3 separate regions of the Zea mays genome follow, and regions 1 and 3 are each linked to region 2. The links are chromatin contacts, called in public Hi-C maps. All regions are on one chromosome and are shown on one strand. The core of a region is the stretch at or near the end of the contact, and the rest is flanking DNA. Distances in the headings are between cores, read along the strand shown.

Region 1 (3,297 bases), core at 424-2,923, 250 kb after region 2:
TCTAAAAATATCACGGTTTTAGGTTAAACCATGGTATTTAAGAACTGTGTTTTGTCTGTACAAACCAAACACATTTTGAGTTCCAAAGTTATAGTATCATCAAATATCATAGTATTTTTTTCAAAACTACAAAAAATACTACACTTTCAAATAGGGCCTAAATGGTTTCCATATGACCAAATACCTGGTGTTGTTTTAAAGTCGTAAAAATACTAAGCTTCTAAACCGGACCTAAATGGCCTAAGCGGTTAAGCATAAGCAGTATAGGAGGGCTTGTTACTTGTGCAACATATTACATTTAGGCTGCAGCATGTTTATTCTTCGATCAGATTGTTTTGTTTGGACAGCGGCAGCGACAATCTCGGACGAGTGCTACACACACACCCAATGAATGGATCAAGATGCGATGAAGTCGTCCATGAACTAGCTTGGCAAGCTTTTCGCACCAAATATATTTTGGGTGGATACTACACTCTAGTTTTTTTGCGACTCAGGCCCTCTTTGGAACAAATAAAAAAAATCTAAATCCTACATTTTTCTATGTTTTTAAACTAATTTCTAAAAATTCTTATATCATTTCTATAAAATTCAGGTATTTCAAAGGAGCCCTCAATAAAGGACTAGTGCTTTGGAATGCCATCGGCTGTCTGTCGTGCAGAGAACCCATGCATCGCGGGAATTACGACTATTGACTTCCTGTCGAGTGAAATATCATATGACGCTGCTGCTCTAGTGCCGTGTATGTAGCAGGTTTCACAGCTTGACCAGAACCTCCTTTCCCCCCCCCCCCCCCCCCCCCCCCCAACGATATTATTGCTAGCTAGGACTAGGACGGAGGATCCAAAAGCGTAGTAGTAAAACCGAAGAAGAAGAAAAAACATGTCTTTTTACAAGTATCGAAAGAAAGAAAAAACTTTGTGAAAAACATGTTTTTGCAGCCGGCAGGTGTGAAGGACTACACTACACTACTACTCTGCTCCTACTCTACTACTAGCGCCATTCAGCTGTCCATTGAAATCCTTGGACCTCTCCTCTCTCTGCGCTCGCTTTCGGCAGGGGTGGGGGAGAGAATCTGCACAGGACACGCCCCCGTGGCCCGCTTCGTTTGGCTGGCACTGGCAGCAAGGATCGTTCCTTCCATGCAATGCGATGCGATGCGATGCAAAGCCGCCTCGCCCTCGCTTGCGTCTCCGGTTTCCCCTGCCTCGCTTCCTCCCTCAGACCCACCACACTGCTTCAGTGCTTCAGCTCATCGTGTGCCGAGAATCGCAAAGTTGTTTTTCCTTTCTCATGGAGCGGCGGCCGGGCGCTTGCTCCGTCGAAGGACCACAGCAATCCGTGCCCACTGCCCCCCTCCCCTGATCGTGCAAGGCTCATGTCGTTTTCGCAATGCCAGCTCTCGTGTCTGCGGCACCACCAGTCCACCACCTCAGCTTTCGCTCCGGCCGGCTTCTCTCTCACTCTCTCTCTCTCAACTTCAGCTTTTGAGCTCGCTGCTGGCTGCTGCCGAAGCAATGGCCGGCGGGGGGGGCCTTTATGGCCTCAGCGCATTCAATGACCTGATCCACGGTTGTACACTGCTGTACATCACCTCCTGCCCGGCTGCCCCCCCCTCTATCTCTCTCCCTCGCTTTCTTCTCTGAACCGACACTCTCTCTCTCGTGGTCGCGGAGTACGTACGTACAGTACGTGCTCTACTCGTATTGATTCTGAACAACCACAGGCACAAGGAACCCCTGCCCATGTGAACAGTGACCATGTTGGTGGCGCTGCTGTCCGTCCATCCTCTGTGATCGATATAAACCGGGCACCCTACCTACTGTTGCCGACCTCATTTCAGACAGTGGCTAGCTAGCTAGGCGACGTTCAGTGAAGCTCCGAGCCGAGCTCTCATGGAACTCCAGCTCTACCACTCCACCACAACCCTCCTCCTGCCGCTGCTGCTGCTTCTTCTTCTCCTGCTACCCTCTTCTTCTTCCTCCTCCTCTCACGGCCTGCGCTCTGCCGACGGTAAAAAAAAACATCTTTCGTTCGCCTGCCTAAAAACCTCTAGTAGTCCCACTCCTATCCCCTCACCTCTATGCCTTCGATTCGTAGACGTTGTTTACGCAAGTGCGCCGCTTTCTTCTTGATTATTGCAGGTAGTAGAGCGCCGCATTACCGGCTCAAGGATCCGCGTCCACCAAAGGTCAGTGCCGTCATCTCGAGTCCATCTCCATCTCTCTCTCTCTCTGTCTCTGTCTCTGTCTCTGTCTCTGTCTCTGTCTCTGTCTCTCAACCCCGCCAACCAATTGCAATTGCTTGTGCTGTTGGGCAAATGCCGGGTGCAGCAGATCGGCGACGGCGAGGGGGCGGCGACGGCGGAGTCGCTGATCGGGTCGAGGCCGCCGCGGTGCGACGGCAAGTGCGCGCCGTGCGGGCGGTGCGAGGCGGTGCAGGTGCCGGTGGCGCCGCGGGCCGACAGCCGCGGGGGCGAGCCCCGGCGCCGCGGAGGGCTGTTCGGCAGCGCCGAGGAGAGCTACACCGACTACAAGCCTCTCAACTGGAGGTGCCGCTGCGCGGACCGGCGAGCACTGGACCCGTGATCGATCCGGATGCTGCGATTGCGATCCCCTCGTCAGGTCTCCAGCTGCTGCTGCTGATGAGCCCATTGGTGTACTGTACTTACGTGTTTTTTCTTTTCTTTGGAGGAACTGTTGCTGGTGAATGGTCGATCGATCCATGGCCAGGAGGATTGTTTGGCAAACGTTCTCGTCTCTATTCTGTAGCTAGGCTTTTGGATTTTTGGTAGTGGTAGGCAGCTAGGCATAGGCTTCGGCAATTTGTCTGGTGATCGATAATCACTTGAAAAACCTGCTGCTTAGACTGCTTGCTTTGACATTAATCTGGGTGTGGCTATAGGTTCTACAGTATTTCAGGTCAACCGAATATGTTACTCTCTGTCTCACTCACTATTTTAAAATACACTTTATAAATAATATACGGTGCAAAACAGTAATTTGTATTGCCGTTTACACGACATGGTGGTGGAGAGAGTTCGAGTTCTTATTATTGAACGGATATTTTGCTGGCCATGCAGAAATGTCCAAGGTTAGTTGACTACTGATGTGCATGACGAGTTGAACTCGTGTACTAGCAACAGGCTGCCAATTCGCAGTAGTAACCCCCCGTGAGCCAGGAGTTTTTTTACATCACCTGCCGTATCCTTGCTGCCACAGCAAGGGTGGGGAGAATTGTTGGAAGGAGAAAAGAAAAGGGTCTGAAACAGTAGGACAAACAAAACACCTTTTGGAGCTT
Region 2 (3,162 bases), core at 66-2,565:
AAGCGCTGTCTCACTAAGTCATCAGGTCACAGGTTGGAAACAGCCTAAAAACCAGTTTCACATTAATTCACAAGATCATGTTTATATGGTGACGAAGGCCTGCCTAGTGCAACGGGGAGAACTGTGTCACCAGGTCAGGTTTCTAAGCAGCTTCTCCACATTTGTGGAGGGAAGGGTTGCCTCAGTTTACCACTTTACCCTATCACCAGACGCCTTATATGAGAGGCTCCAGTACTGGGTCTGTCTTTTTATTTTGTATCGTGTCTATATGATGACAAACATAACAAGCAACACAGTTGCACAGAACACATAGAACAAAAGGCCTTTGGTAACTGAGACTCTGATTTATTTATATTATTCGCCTTGCTGTCAAGGTCAAATATCAACAGAGAATAACTGCAAACAAATGAAGCGATGTGCTTTATATTGACAACAATATGATAGCATACTGTAGGGCTTAAACTAGTGACTCGAACCACAATGCCATATCCTGATTGAGTCCCCTCAATAAGCAATAACTGAAAGAGAGAACTCTTACAACAATTCCCACCTACCTGTTTTCGGCTAATTTTCTTGGCATTCTCTTCTTGCCATTCGCGGTACATGGCGAAAAGCTCAGCTAGGACATTTGGGTTCAGATTTCCTACAAATAAATTAGCGTGACATTGTAAGCTTCAACAACAATAATGGAAATGCAACAATGCTTGATGCAAATTATTTCGAGTACAGCGTGCTTCCAATTAGTCAATTATATACCCAAACACTACTATGTAAAATCTCGCCTGCACAGTAACATACAAACTAACCAAAATAGCGTCCTGGCTGGCAGCCACTCACCAGAGGTGGCTGAGGAGTTAGAGGGCTTCCCGACGAGGATATCCGTGAGGCTGCTCTCTGCTTCCGCTTCAGATTGGGAGCTCAATAGCGGAGGAGCCTACAAATCCTCAACATCGTAACACCAGTCAGAAGCGTTAATATCAGGCCTTACTATAGTGAGATATCAGGAGACGAGAGTTCAGGACTTACTATGGTGAGAGACCGGATACGGCGGACGAGGGGATCGGCGTCGGCGTCGTCGCGCCGGCCCTCGGACACCGTCGTGATCTCATCCGCCCACTGAGGCCGCGGCTGCTGAAGCTGCTGCCTAGATAGGAGAGATTCGGACGCCCCCATGAGACGGAGCTCTAGCGCAGTCGGGGATAGACGGAGGACGGCGGCGGGGAACCGCCGGAGCTGCCCGGGTGCGGCCGCCGGACTAGGATGCAGGCGAGAGGCAAACGGTTCTACTGGCAAGTGGCAGCCTATTAAGTTGGGCCTTTTAGCTTGGACAATGGTGTCGATTGAGTTAGGCCGAAAAGTTAACTTACCGGGCCAAACCAAATGTCTCGTCTCAGATCTAGCCCAAACTTGTTGCCATGGATACATTGCGAAAGGAAGAAATTCATTCTGCTTTCTTTAGCTATCGCGAAGGTAACTGATCTCTCATCTCTGGACACTTGACCTACGATTTGTAGGGGAAAAATGACAGCCATATAACAATATCACCAGTTCACCGTCCGCCCCGCCATTAAAATAGCTATGTAATAAATAAAGTAACGAGTGATACGATATGTTCATATATTATCGCTATCTGACCCAAGACAGACCAAAAAAATGAACTCGGCTTGGGCCTGTTCGGTTGTCCAGAATTGGACCTAGAATTATTCCACCGGATAAAATCTTATATAAAATAGGTAAACAATCCAGTCACGAATAGTTCCAAGCCATCATTCCTGAGCAACCGAACAACCCTTAGGCCTTGTTCGTTTCTGCCGGATTGGTGGATCGGAACGATTCCTGACCGGATTGCTTCTCTAATTTATATAAATTTTGATTAGCTGGAACGATTCCGGGTGCAATCCGACGGAAACGAACAAGGCCTTAGGCTGGATCCAATACACCTGGCTATTGTTTTACCATCTGAAACGTCACTATCATCCACACTATCGATCATCGTCGGTCTTCATTTATTAAAATGTACAGTCTTTATTGTTAACCTAAAGTCATCTCAATTTTTATTTTAAAGATTGTTATGTAAAATGAAACATGGTATTTTATTTAGAAAAAATCATCTAATCACATAATTAAGAAAAAATACATAATTCGATAAAAAATAAACATAAAAAATAAAAATTACATAGTTCATAAAAAAGTGATACAATATTATTGCTCATTATTATTGTCTTCCTCCATATCTTCTGTATTTTCTTTCTCATGTAATTTTAATTGCTTGATCAATACACAATAATTTCACCAGTGTAGGATGGGATTTCTTTGTACCTATACACAATAAATTCATTAATAATTCATGTTGCATGTGTCCTAAATTTCAAATGCATTAAGGATTTCCTAGTCTTACTACCTTCTTCCTTGATACATATGGCTTATTATTGCATAAGGGTAGTTTGGCTAGTGCTTAATTTAATTATACTTGATCTATACCTGATTAATGGTTTAGTGCACAGATGTAAAAGGTGATTTTTAGACGCACAGAATCAGAGACTAGAGCATGTCTTTTCTTATGATGCTCTAAATTCCTCTCTCCAACGACTCATCTGTAAGCAAAATTTGGGACTTATAGTGAAGCCGAGTGCTTATTATAGCTCTGGGTTTAGTCAAGTATAGAGACCTTGTCTAATATTCTAGTGGATGAATAGTACAACATCTAGCTTATGTGTATAGCTAGGAGGTGATATGTTTTGAATAAAGGGTATTGTGGCATTTGAAAGGTGTTCGTATAAGCTAGCAATTTACTAGATAAATTTCTGAAAAACTAAATAGTTAAACCTAACATACACCTTGGAAGTGTATAATGAGAGTATTTAAGCCTATCATAAGGTAATTCATGACTCTCGCTATAAAGTGTGAAAATTATATACCAGTCATGCCCATGGTTACGAGTGGCTCAAAAAACCCATATATTGATCATGTGGTTTCTACTTGGGTCAATCATAACTAAACACAATATATTGTTAAAAGTTTGACTTATTAAAATGCTCATGCAGCAAGCCATTATCTATCGGTCTTCAACATCTCTTGTTAATGTGTTGCTTGGGGTGTTGATCATCTAGATCAACCTTTTGCCTTAGTTCATGTATAATTATGCATCATTTGAACTATACC
Region 3 (3,036 bases), core at 336-2,835, 220 kb after region 2:
AGAAATAATGACCTCATCTGGTGCTGGTTTTGCAGCAGTATAGGTTAATCCCCGTCGGCTATGGTCAAACCGATGGGAATTAACAATTAATGCACGTCGGCCCAGTAACTCCCGTCGGCCAGACAGGGCCGACATGCATTAATTTGTAATCCCCGTCGGCCAGCGGTAGCCGACGGGAGTTACTCGGCCGATGTGCATTAATTGGTAATCCCCGTCGGCCAGCCGTAGCCGACAGGAATTACTAATTCCCGTCAGTGCCCGACGAGAATAAGCATATCCCCAACATCTGATGCCCGTCGGCTTAGGGTCGACGGGAATTAACCATATACCGACGAGAATTAGTAATCCCTATCGGTTTAGTGCTTATTCCCGTCGGTTCTGAGTCGGCGGGAATTAATTGGATTCTTGTAGTGATGCACTGAGTTTTTACTATAATTTTAACAAGTAAAATGACTAACTTGGATAAAAAAATGTTTCGTGGGGCGGGTACATGGGGAACGTGGACGGTCCTCGTGAACTACGGGGATTAAATTTTCTCCATTTAAATCCCCGCGGGGACTAAATTAGTCTCATACCCATCCCCTAATAGGGGAATTTTCCGCGGGGAATTGGGGATCGAGTCCCCATTGTCATCTCTACTCTGCGCACGTCTGGATGGTCGCGCCTGGGGCCCGAACGGTTCACGATGGCGCAGAGGGTCTTATTTTTCACAGCAGACCTAGATCTTGCCTCTCGGGAGGGATCCCGTCGGGGAGGAGAGATCCTAGGGTGTGTCTTGGTGTCAGCAGGCCACCCAAGACGCTTCTAATCGATGTAGAACCGAAGAAATGCGAAGATTTAAGGTAGAGGAAGGCTAAACTAGAGCTACTCCTAATACAAAATGTAAAAACGATAAGTAAATTTGATCTGATCGAATGTGGGGGTTCAATCGGCCGTAGCCCTTTATATATATAAATGAGAGATCTGAACCCGTTACATGTCGTTTACCGAGTTAATCTCGTAGATTTAGCTAACAAATCCCACAAGAAAATCGAAATCCTAACCGATTCTACACACAAGCGGACCATCCATGCCATCACCGCGGATCATCCGGCCTAGCGTCCCCTGCCCAAAAGTGGGCTCAACAAGCCTAAATACATATAATTTATACCACGTGCAACACATTTATTCATCCATATCACATGTCATGCAAGGCATAAGCATCATGTTAACTTAGTTATACTGACATACATTTATGAGTTGAGATGTCCAGGATGTGAGCGCATGAGCCCATTGTCCATTCAGGACCAAGACAGGCTACTAAGCACTTTCTACATAACTTGTATGTGCTAACTATAGCATGCTTATATGGCTCTCTCCAAAGTTCAAAGCTAGCTCAAATCTTTTGATTTAATAAAACTTAAATTTGTTTGATTTCAGATAAACTGATAATTTTTATAATATTTAGAGTGAGTTGAAAACAGAAACTGGCCGCAAATCCACCTCAAGCCTTTTGATTTGACCTAAAAAAAAGAAGCCCCCACAAACACCACTCCACACTAGTGCACTGTCTCTCTCCAAAGGCAGCTGCATTGGCCTCCAGCCTTTTCCCTACTGTGCCGCGCGCCCTCCCTTCTCTCTAATGATAGCATAGGGAGAGAAGGCATACTCCGAGGCATCCTTCTCCTTTCCCTCTCCTTCCCCAAACCCTTTTCCTCTTTCCCTCGCCCCAAGAACTTCATCTCATCTCCAGGCGCCCCTTTTGCGCTTGCGCAGGAGGAGCTCACGGGGACAGTGGGCGGAGAGCTCGATCGCTGCACCACTACTTCACTGGAGGTCCGCCCACTCCCATGGAGGAGATCACCCAACACTTTGGAGTTGGCGCAAGCAGCCACGGCCATGGCCACGGCCAGCACCACCATCATCACCACCACCACCACCCGTGGGCATCCTCCCTCAGCGCCGTCGTAGCGCCGCTGCCGCCGCAACCGCCAAGCGCAGGCCTGCCGCTGACCCTGAACACGGTGGCGGCCACTGGGAACAGCGGCGGTAGCGGCAACCCGGTGCTGCAGCTTGCCAACGGTGGCGGCCTCCTCGACGCATGCGTCAAGGCGAAGGAGCCCTCGTCGTCGTCTCCCTACGCAGGCGACGTCGAGGCCATCAAGGCCAAGATCATCTCGCACCCACACTACTACTCGCTCCTCACTGCCTACCTCGAGTGCAACAAGGCAAGCAAGACTAGTAGCCGCAGTCTAACAATAGCTCTCCTGCTTCCGGTTCAGCTACTGCTGCTAGCGAAGTTTGGCCACATCTGATGTCAAGAGCATGGCGCATGCACATACTTTCTGCTTGCTTTTACATAGCATACTATAGTTTATGCATGCTGCTCATGTAGACATGTGCATCTGGTGTTCGGAACTTTCTCAAACGGCCGTGGGTGTTTGCAGGTGGGGGCACCACCGGAGGTGTCGGCGAGGCTGACGGAGATAGCGCAGGAGGTGGAGGCGCGGCAGCGCACGGCGCTCGGCGGCCTGGCCGCTGCGACGGAGCCGGAGCTGGACCAGTTCATGGTGAGGCATCTTTAGGTTTATTTCACGCGCGCGCAGCGCACCATTATTAGTCGTTTTCAGCTCGGGCTCGGATTTAATTTGCGTGTATATATGGTAGGAGGCGTACCACGAGATGCTGGTGAAGTTCAGGGAGGAGCTGACGAGGCCGCTGCAGGAGGCGATGGAGTTCATGCGAAGGGTGGAGTCGCAGCTGAACTCGCTTTCCATCTCCGGAAGGTCGCTGCGCAACATCCTTTCATCTGGTACTGAAGTTGCTGCGGCCCATGCCCCTCTTATTTTATATTAGATGATTTCTTGGATCGGTTGTCGCCTCATGCAGCGATGCATGCCCTCCCTCTTGTTAAAATCTTCCTGTCCTCTCCTTCGTCTTGCTGTCCTCTTTCTTGGTTGAGCATATGTTGATGGGTTTTTTTTTTTGCATTTCAAAAGGGTTAAATTTTTCCTTGATGTGGTTTCTCAGCAATTAATTTTGGCATCTGTGTAGTTC

The links. A called contact is a pair of places that touch in the nucleus more often than the background predicts.
Region 1: a contact with region 2 is called in a Hi-C map of tassel, with 4 times the contacts expected there. The contact joins the promoter of LOC100276967 here to the promoter of LOC100501429 in region 2. A contact is called at or near these places in 2 of 25 Hi-C or Micro-C datasets (leaf and tassel).
Region 3: a contact with region 2 is called in a Hi-C map of tassel, with 3 times the contacts expected there. The contact joins the promoter of LOC542391 here to the promoter of LOC100501429 in region 2. A contact is called at or near these places in 16 of 25 Hi-C or Micro-C datasets (bundle sheath, ear, endosperm and 4 more) and 1 of 3 datasets of contacts at active chromatin or transcription factors (leaf).

What each region holds. Positions count from the first base shown.
Region 1 is chr1:277,813,276-277,816,572 of Zm-B73-REFERENCE-NAM-5.0, reverse strand. It overlaps LOC100276967, which reads left to right and starts at 1,673. Exons shown (of 3, transcript NM_001150652.2): 1 at 1,673-2,010; 2 at 2,142-2,188; 3 at 2,334-2,878. The coding sequence starts at 1,893. The coding sequence ends at 2,585.
Region 2 is chr1:278,067,254-278,070,415 of Zm-B73-REFERENCE-NAM-5.0, reverse strand. It overlaps LOC100501429, which reads right to left and starts at 1,315. Exons shown (of 5, transcript XM_008667120.3): 1 at 1,027-1,315; 2 at 838-934; 3 at 555-643. The coding sequence starts at 1,173.
Region 3 is chr1:277,847,607-277,850,642 of Zm-B73-REFERENCE-NAM-5.0, reverse strand. LOC542391 (knotted 1) reads left to right here and starts at 1,585. Exons shown (of 5, transcript NM_001279733.2): 1 at 1,585-2,207; 2 at 2,427-2,549; 3 at 2,647-2,791. The coding sequence starts at 1,830.